Linked DNA regions of Rattus norvegicus: region 2 is linked to region 1. A link is a contact called in public Hi-C data. All regions are on one chromosome and are shown on one strand. The core of a region is the stretch at or near the end of the contact, and the rest is flanking DNA. Distances in the headings are between cores, read along the strand shown.

What was found. A called contact is a pair of places that touch in the nucleus more often than the background predicts.
Region 2: a contact with region 1 is called in a Hi-C map of liver, with 1.8 times the contacts expected there. The contact joins the enhancer-like site here to the promoter of Nedd9 in region 1. A contact is called at or near these places in 7 of 12 Hi-C or Micro-C datasets (the A7r5 cell line, frontal cortex, hepatocytes and 3 more).

The regions. Positions count from the first base shown.
Region 1 is chr17:23,621,318-23,625,705 of GRCr8, reverse strand. It overlaps Nedd9 (neural precursor cell expressed, developmentally down-regulated 9), which reads right to left and starts at 1,745. Exons shown (of 7, transcript NM_001011922.2): 1 at 1,631-1,745. The coding sequence starts at 1,642.
Region 2 is chr17:23,681,872-23,685,994 of GRCr8, reverse strand. No RefSeq gene overlaps it. Among named protein-coding and RNA genes, the nearest start is that of Smim13l, 37 kb to the left of the region's middle. Within about 2 kb of position 2,109, at least 14 of the 93 cell types and tissues checked have an H3K27ac peak or open chromatin away from gene starts, as enhancers often do.

The DNA of each region.
Region 1 (4,388 bases), core at 496-2,995:
TGATTGGCAAAGTGTTCAACTCTGTGCAGATCCAGCCAAGCAGAAATCGTCCCCCAGTTGCAGTCTCTCACCTGCAGTTTTAATCATCAGTCCCCATGATATTTTTCTTTCAGTAAAGAGCAAAGCTAAACATGATGAGGTCACTGAACCAAAGTGACTTTAGACTCCGTCACTTTGTAGACTGCAGTGCTCAGAGTTCACGTCAGCTATTTAATGCCCCAATAATAGACCAGAGTCAATCTTTTATCTGTTCTCTATAACACGGTCTCTATAACACGGTCTCAAGTCAAAAACAGGGAGAAAGGGAGAAGAAAAAAATCATTGCAGGCTAGACACCATGTAGCCCCATCAGTTATGAACAAGGAGTCTTAGCAATGGAGAGACTCACTTCCAAAAAGATTCTGTTCCTCCTGGGTAGAAAGCTGTCTTTCTGACTGACTCCTGGACCCATCCTTTCTTCCGCCCCTCCCCACTGATGTAGGACGCAGTGGAAAGCTGATAGGGGGTGACAATGGATACCTGGGTCTCGAGACTGCGGGAACTTTCCCCAACAACTATCACTCTTGCTTCGGTTCACAGCCTTTGAACAAGATTTATAGACTTGGAACTAGTGACTGTTAACTTTAGCAAGTGTTTACAGCTCTCTATCTATCCAAAAGGAAGGGCCAGAGGCTACAAACCACAGAGGGAAGCCAAGTTAGCCCCCTAGCTAGGTCAGTTAACTGGGTCTGTTAGGCCACCTTACCAAAATGAAATTTTGTAATAACACTGTCTTTTAAAAGTCGAGGACTCACGCCTATTCACCATTAAAATAAGAAAAGGGATCCTAAGGCCAAGTCATTGCCATGAACTGCTACTGTGCCAAGTCCCCTGGAAACTGCCTCCTTAGACGGGATGTGCTGAGCAAGTCATAATCATTTTGCCAAGAGTAACCCCAGAAACCGTGGTGCAAAATGCAGTGGAAAATAGCGTTGCCAAATATGAGCAGGACATTCTGTAAGCGTCAGGGAAAATAAGCCAACCGGAGCCTTTATATTTTCAGACCCATTCAACCCCAATAAAGTGTTATCCAGAAGTGACTAACACCCTTTATTCACGAAATCAAACTATCTAAGGATGTGGGAATTCTCCATCATCGCCCCTATGATTAGCGTCTGTGTTTTTAATTTGCCTCTACCGAAAGGACCTAGAGCAGACAGCTTCCCAGATCAAGTGCTTAAGGCAAATTCTGAAAAGATGCTTTTAGAGCCTGTTAGAGCCTCAGCAGTTCTGACTTCTCTCTTATTAAGGCTCTCCAGGCCAGCTTTGGTCAGGCAGCGACCTGCGACTTGCCTGCTGCGAGGCGAGTTAGACACCTTCTGATCTCCAGTGGCCGCTGTGGCTGCTAGGTTAACTCTTCTCCACTGCCTTCCGCTACCCACAGCAACTTTCAGAATCGTGTACCAAGAACCGGTGGATCTGAAAGCGCACGTCTGCTTGCGGGTACACCCCAGGGAACCCTGGAAACCAGATCAGACGCAGCTCAGCAAAACCAGACACACAAGGGATCCCTGCCCAGTTGTCAAGGTGGAAAAGGAGCCCGCACAGCTGCCTCCAGCCTCTCAGGAGACTGTATAAAAGGCACTCTTACCTTATACTTCATCTCGGCGGTGGTCAGATGAGCCCTGGTCCTATCTAGTCACACTGCAGTGTCCGCCCCTCCATTGAGCAAAGGGCTGGATGGGAGTGAGAACGTTCGCCTCCCGCGCACTGCGGAGTCTCTGAGCTCACAGTCCAGATCCAGACCGGCAGAGCGCGGACCTAATTTGCATGTTTCACCGCCATTGGTTGGTGAGAGGGGGGAAGGTAACGCCTCCACCCCGCCCACCTCTAACTTCAGAAACCCTCCGACAAAGAGCGTGTAATAGGATCATTTCTTTTCACGTTATCAAAAGGGCGGAGGAGAAAACAGAAAGTGGGAAGGCAGCCCAAACCACCCCGCGAAATAAAAATATTAAGAGGAAAGACATAGGAACCAGACAAAGGAGGTACGTTCCTTCTGAGAATAACCTAAGTTTTAAAGAATCCAAATCCACAAAGCAGTCTGAGGATTGCGCTTCCTGTGACCTAGCAACTAGTTCATAAACCCATTTCATTTCAAAGGCATTCACCTTACAATCTCTACATGAAACGAGTTTGAGGAACAAAAGGTTTTCTGTCTCCAATCCCCTCCCCCCCTTTTTTTTACTAACCACCCCTGCTGATAACTCTCTCTCCCTCTGTCTTTTCTCTTTCCCTTCCCTTTTCTGTGACTGCTTTTTTCTTCTTCAGTGTTCAAAGTACTTTGCTAAGTCAGCCTGCTAGGAGCTTCAAAACATTTCTTCTTCAATGAAAAGGAGCAAGCACCAGGTTTTCCCTGCACCATCTTGCTATGACCTCAGAGAGAGAGAAGTGTCAGACACATTAAGAGATCTTGGCAGGCTTTGATGGGGATAAAGGTTAGGTAGAAACCCATGCAGGTTCTATAGAACACACTCTATACATCATTGCTGTCCACCCAGCACTCTCTGCTCTTTGACCGACCGCTGGCCTGGCCAGATTCAGCATTGAACACTGAGGCCTTTTCCTTCTGACCTCTCTCCCCCAAATGACCCGTTAGCCCACTCACACTTATTATTCAGGGAAAACACTACTGTTTGATAAGCCTGTTTAAAGGGAACAGCTTCTCTCTGGCAAAGCCCAGGACATGATTTGTAGAGCGGTTCCATTTTGAGATTTCTATAGAGAAAGAGAATCACTCAGGAGAAGACAGACGTTTCTTTTCCTTGGGCCTCAGCATTTAGAGCATTCAGGACCATCCCCTAGTTGGGATGCATTCCAGCCAGACTGCACGACTCGGGTGGGAGAAAAAAAAATCAGTTCTTACTTTTTTTTTCCTGACTAAACTGGACCGGAATCAATTTTGCTTCCCCATTCCCCCCTCTAAATTCCCAATGGATTAAAACTTTTGAAAATAAATGATTTAAACAAAAAGCACAGGAGAACAGATACCCCATAAAAGTAGTCTGGGGGAGTAGGGTTTACATTGACAATAGAATCTATGTTTGGCTGCAGCTCTGATTTTGCTCTACAAGGTGCCCTGGCAACCTTTGGGAAGTTGACACATCCCTATTAAGGCCCCTTCCAGGTCATGGCTTTCACTTCTTGACCTCAAAGCAGAACGGAACCTGTGTGATTTGCAAGGTCTTTTTGGACACAGATTTGGCTCAAAGCAGATTGTGGTAGAAGGCTCATCTCGGCAAGCCCTGCAGACTCACCCTCGTGAGAGAGTCCAAGGTCTTTTTCTCTAGAAGATGCGTCCCGGCCCCCAGGAGATGGAGAGAGCGTCTCTTTAGCAGCCAGGCTGAATCATCTTCAGAGGAATGAATGAAAGCAAGGCTAAGTCATCCAATCTGAACATTGCAAGAACAGTTTGCCAAAGCCTGTGCCAGGCGTTTGTGAAACTGCATTCTCAAGGCGGAGAGAGGGCTGGATCCCTCTCAGGTGACTTTCTTGCTTCAGATCGCCACACGTTTCCTAACTCTGCAAGGTTAGTCTTATAAAAGCAAGGGCGTAATGCTGTACACATCTGCCAGGGGAGAGAGCTAGGGGTTTTCCTTGAGTGTGATAGGAAGCCATTCAAGTATTTTAAGCAGCAAACAATCTATTTTCCTGTTTTCGCCCTTAAAATGTTACGCTGTGATCTCAGCGCAGCTTAAGTAGCACAGGTAACTGTGCTCCAGTTATGTTCCCTTTAAACCCTTCTGAGAAACACAAATTCTCTCCGTAAATAAACAGCCCTTTCCGTATCGATTGCCTGAGATGCTGAGTAGGAAAAGTATGTAAAGACTGGATTATATAATTAAATTATTCAGGAAACCTGTGGGTTGGTACCTTTCCAGAACTGACAAGGACCCTGGGGCTCAGACCCTGCCCGCACTCAGTAGCATTCTGTGAGTGGCAGACATTTTGGCGAAAACTATGCCTGGCTAGACCCTACTGCATCCAGGAGTCAGGGGAACGGCACCTGATGCCATCTGAGGGATTTTATTAGTAGCCATTGGACATTGGTCAGAACGCAGATGGAAATCAGGCAAAGGCTGGGACTGCTCATGGCTCAGGCAGAACCCGGTGGCTATTCTGTCTGAGTGAAAGAACTAGAATCCATAAGCAAGGAGGAGAACTCCCCCACCCTTCCCCAGGGAATCAGTAGTCAAAGTCCTCAAGGAGAGGACAGAGAGAGACACTCAGAGACCTTCGGCCCTCTGGGTGTAGTCCTACCAGTCATATGTATGTTAAGCCACAATCTCTACTTAGAGATTTCTTTTTAGTTTCCTTCCTTGAAATCTCTGTGTCTCTATCTTCAGCAT
Region 2 (4,123 bases), core at 860-3,359, 60 kb before region 1:
TTTCATCACTACCTTCCTGGTACAGTGACCCAAAGTAGTTAGGGTGGGATGGGAGGCAGAGTCAACGCGGTGGTGGGCTACAGGACCCTAGGACCAGAGGGATAGTACTTGACTCCGCCATGCCGAGATAAGGGTTTTTCAAGCAAGAGATTTTCATAAAACTGATTCTTGGTTGGTCCAGCTCTGCTCTTTTTCAGGGAAAATTAAAGTATAGGGGCTGAAGAGAGCAACTCTTAGCTGGCTCTTTATAAGGTGTCTGGTGTGTCCTACGACACTGTCCTGTAGGGTTTGGAGCAGCGATCATGACTGTAAGAAGATGCTGTCTGAGTTTTCAGTAGCCTTGTGTCCAGAAACAAGGTGAGCCCTGGAGGGTTGTGTCACATTCCCAGAAGCTCAGTGTCTGGCCATCAATCTATCTCCTTGCTTTTGAAGCGATAGATTTGCCCACATTTCTAACCCTGGGTGACTTCAGCGGGCACCATAACAATCTAATCAGTTCATGCTAAGTCTGCGAAAACATTGACCAGTAATATTGTCATCAGCCTGGGGAGTCCCAATGGGGGATTTTTAGATTCAGCAAACATTTCATGTGCCTGCTTTGTGTGTAATTTCAGAATTGGAGCGATATAGTTATCAAATATGTATATAAGGGGGCTGGGGACATTGAGAGATGATGATCAAAGGTCTAGAAGTCTCTATTATGAAGGAAGAATTTCTTATTACATTATACAATGTATAATAATATAACAATATAATTGATGATAGAGAGTCGAATGTTTCAAAATAGCTAAAGATGAATTACAAATATTCTCTGGGGTGATGGGTGCTATTGAGTTTGATTTAATTATTACACATTGTTTTCATAAACTACATCTCTGTACACCATACAAATTGTATAAACACACTCCTATCTCCTATAGGCTACCGTTTGGTTGCAAGAAATAAAGAAAAAAGGAACCAAAACTCAATCACACGGTGGAGAAATCAGCCAAGCCCTCGGCCAACTGAGGCTGTTAACTTTAGCCTCATGAATATGGAGCAAAGACACCATGGGCCTCAGAAGGGGGACCCTGAGATGGTCGCAAGTCATCTTGAGTAGACAATGACAACATGTACAAGTTGTACAATTTGAGTCAACTTATAAGAAACAGGAAACCCTAAATACTAAAATGTTTGCATGATGATGTTGGTAAATGCCTTACCAATATTAGTTTATAGTTTGCAGCCTTTTAACATGCTTCTGATTTAGATACTTTTAATTTTTATTATTAGTATTATGTGCCTGCACACCATCTCTCCAGCCTCTGATTTAGTCACTGTTACCTCAGTCTTGTTACTGTGACATATTACAGCTTGTAGGGAGATAAGGAACTCCAGGTCACAGAGCTAATAGAGGCAAGACTGAAAACTGAACCCTTGAGCTAAGACTAATAAAGCATTGTTTTTGCTTTTCATTTATAAATAATTCCCAGGAGGTGGAGACATGGCTCAGTAGGAGACTGCTTGGTTTGCATGCACAGGACCTTGGGTTCAGTCTTGGATACTGCAAAAATCAAAATAAACTATCCTACATTTCAGTAAAGCTGTAGGGATAACAGTAGCATGTACAGTTTACAGAGGTCCCCTTACTGTTAACATGTATAAAATTGCCTTGCTGAGACACATGCTAGTAACATGTTGTCTTACTGAAACGTGTTTGTAACATGTGTAACATGTTGCTTTGTCTTAGAACACTGGGCGACACTGGACTACATCTTGGTTTTTTCTCAGAGAACATCAGAGTATTTATCGACTTGAATACATTGAATGCTGATTCAATTTGCCTAATTTACCATCTGTATTTCCATGTTGACAGTTGACCCAACAATGCCCTTGATTATATCCTCTGAGATCGGATGCAGCTTAGGGCCCGGCTTTTGTGCCCAGCTGCCTCATCTCTCTGCCTGCTGTAATTGGAAACATCTCCGTGACCTCTCTTCATCTTTTGTAACCATGCCCCCTTTGCACATGTTTCCTCTGCCTTTGAAAACTAGAACACACATTTCACGTTGTCTTTGTCTGTTCAAGATGCCTTTCGACCATCTCAGGGTCTCCTTTCTGAGGCCCATGGTGTTTTTGCTCCATATTCATGAGGCTAATGTTGACAGCCTCAGTAGCCTGAGGACCAACCAAACAATAGCCTATAGGAGCTAGGAGTGTGTTTGTGTTTCTTTCTAGTCATGGAGAGGTGAGATACATGGGGTGATCAACAACAAAACAACAACAATGATAATAATGGCTTCTGATATGTCTTCAGCCTAATTGGAAAGGCTGGAAGGTGGAAGGGGAAAGAAATAAAAAAAGTTGGATGTGTGGAGTGACTTAAATCACATGGCATCCTGTCCACTGGGGCTGTTATACCCTATCTCAGTGGTTCTCAACCTTCTCAATGCTGCGACCCTTTTTTACAGTTTCTCATGTAGTAGTCACCCCCAATCATAAAATGATTTCATTGTTACTTCATGACTGTAATTTTGCTGCTGCTTAGAACTGTAAATATCTGCCATGTGGGATATCTACCACTCGAGCCCGGAGAGGTCATGACCCACGTATTGAGAACCACATTTACCTATGAACTTTTAGGCTCTTCTCCTCATCGGTGTAGAAGTGTCATGTACTAATCTAGATGAGCTGCTCTCCCACCCCAAAGCTTTCCCACTTATTCTATTCCATCCAGTGTGAGTTCCAGGTAAACGACCTGGGGTACCCATCCCCAGATGTGTCTTATAAAATGCTCCAGCTGTCATTTCCTGTACGGTTTCATACCCTCGCTGAACTTGTGCCACAGCCCGCACGTTTTCTGTTTGGTACCTTCGAGGGCTCAAAGCACTCTTAAGGTGACAAGGCCCATCACGCTCTCTCTCAACCTTCAGCCAAAGAGTCTGCTGCAGGGACTCAGGCTGACCCATGCCACAAGCATTTAGTTAACCCCTAGATCCAGCCAGAGCGTTTGCGCCCGGATGTTTGCAGGTTCTGGTGACTCAAGCTTCCATTTGTGAAATTATAAGGTGGCCAAGGCATGTCCTGAAGGGAAAAAAGGAGTGGAGCCCACCTCTGTGGCCATCTTTGAGGGCAAACTCTACCAAAAGATATCGGTGGTCAGACTTAAGGAAAGGGCAGTACCTCACTGAAGGCTAACATAGTAAGAAAGAATGAAGTCTGGCTGGGCTTACATTAGAGTCTGGAGGAAGCTACAGGGCGGCTGATGGGGTGTGTACAAACAACAAGATAAGTGCATTGTAGTGCAGGGTACCTCAGTGTTTGAGCATCATGCAGGAGGTCACAGGTTCAATCCCAGGTATCAGCCAAAGTGTGGAGTCGGGGAAGAAAGAAAAAAGGAAGCTGAGAGAGAAGGAGGTATTCCGCCCAGTACTCTTGGGGTGGATATATATTGAGGAGAATTGGCTATGAGTTGCAAGGCCAGCCCAACCCAGTCCTGTCCAGGCTAGCACTGAACATTTTGGTTCTGTGTAGGTAGAAGCCACGCCCATGTGTGTAATCATGTGTGACTCAAGGGGAGGGCATTATCTAAAGAGAAAGTACAAAGAATAATTCAGGTAGAAATAAAGAGAAAAGTTAGAAATGAGATGTGCGAACTATGGGAATAGCTATCATACTGAGCGTCACTGCCTTTGACCTAGATAACAAATTAGAAAAAAATGGAAAACATGACCCGTTAGCTACAGAAATTTAATTTCTATAGGAAAAAATTAGTTTAAAAATGAGAAAAGGCATATCAATTTCTTAGGAGAAACAAAACATGAATATACATATATGTGCTTATAGTTTGCTTGTGGGTAACAAATCTGTTCCTCTGGCTCGCCTTCCGTTGGTTCTCTGTCTAATCACTTTACCTGTGGGTATCCTGGGTCAAAGTGTGTGATGTAGGGACGCCCTGAAATCAAGTGGGTAACAAATGGACTGGCCATGCTGAGACGGTCCTGGGGTGGTTAACATCAGACTCGCATGAAAACTAAAAATCCAGAGGTAGCTTCCTCTGCGTATGCGCTCTTTGCCAAGCAATACATAGAGTCCACCAGGAGCCACGGATACAGTTAAACCTGAAAATTGTGAGAAGAAAGAC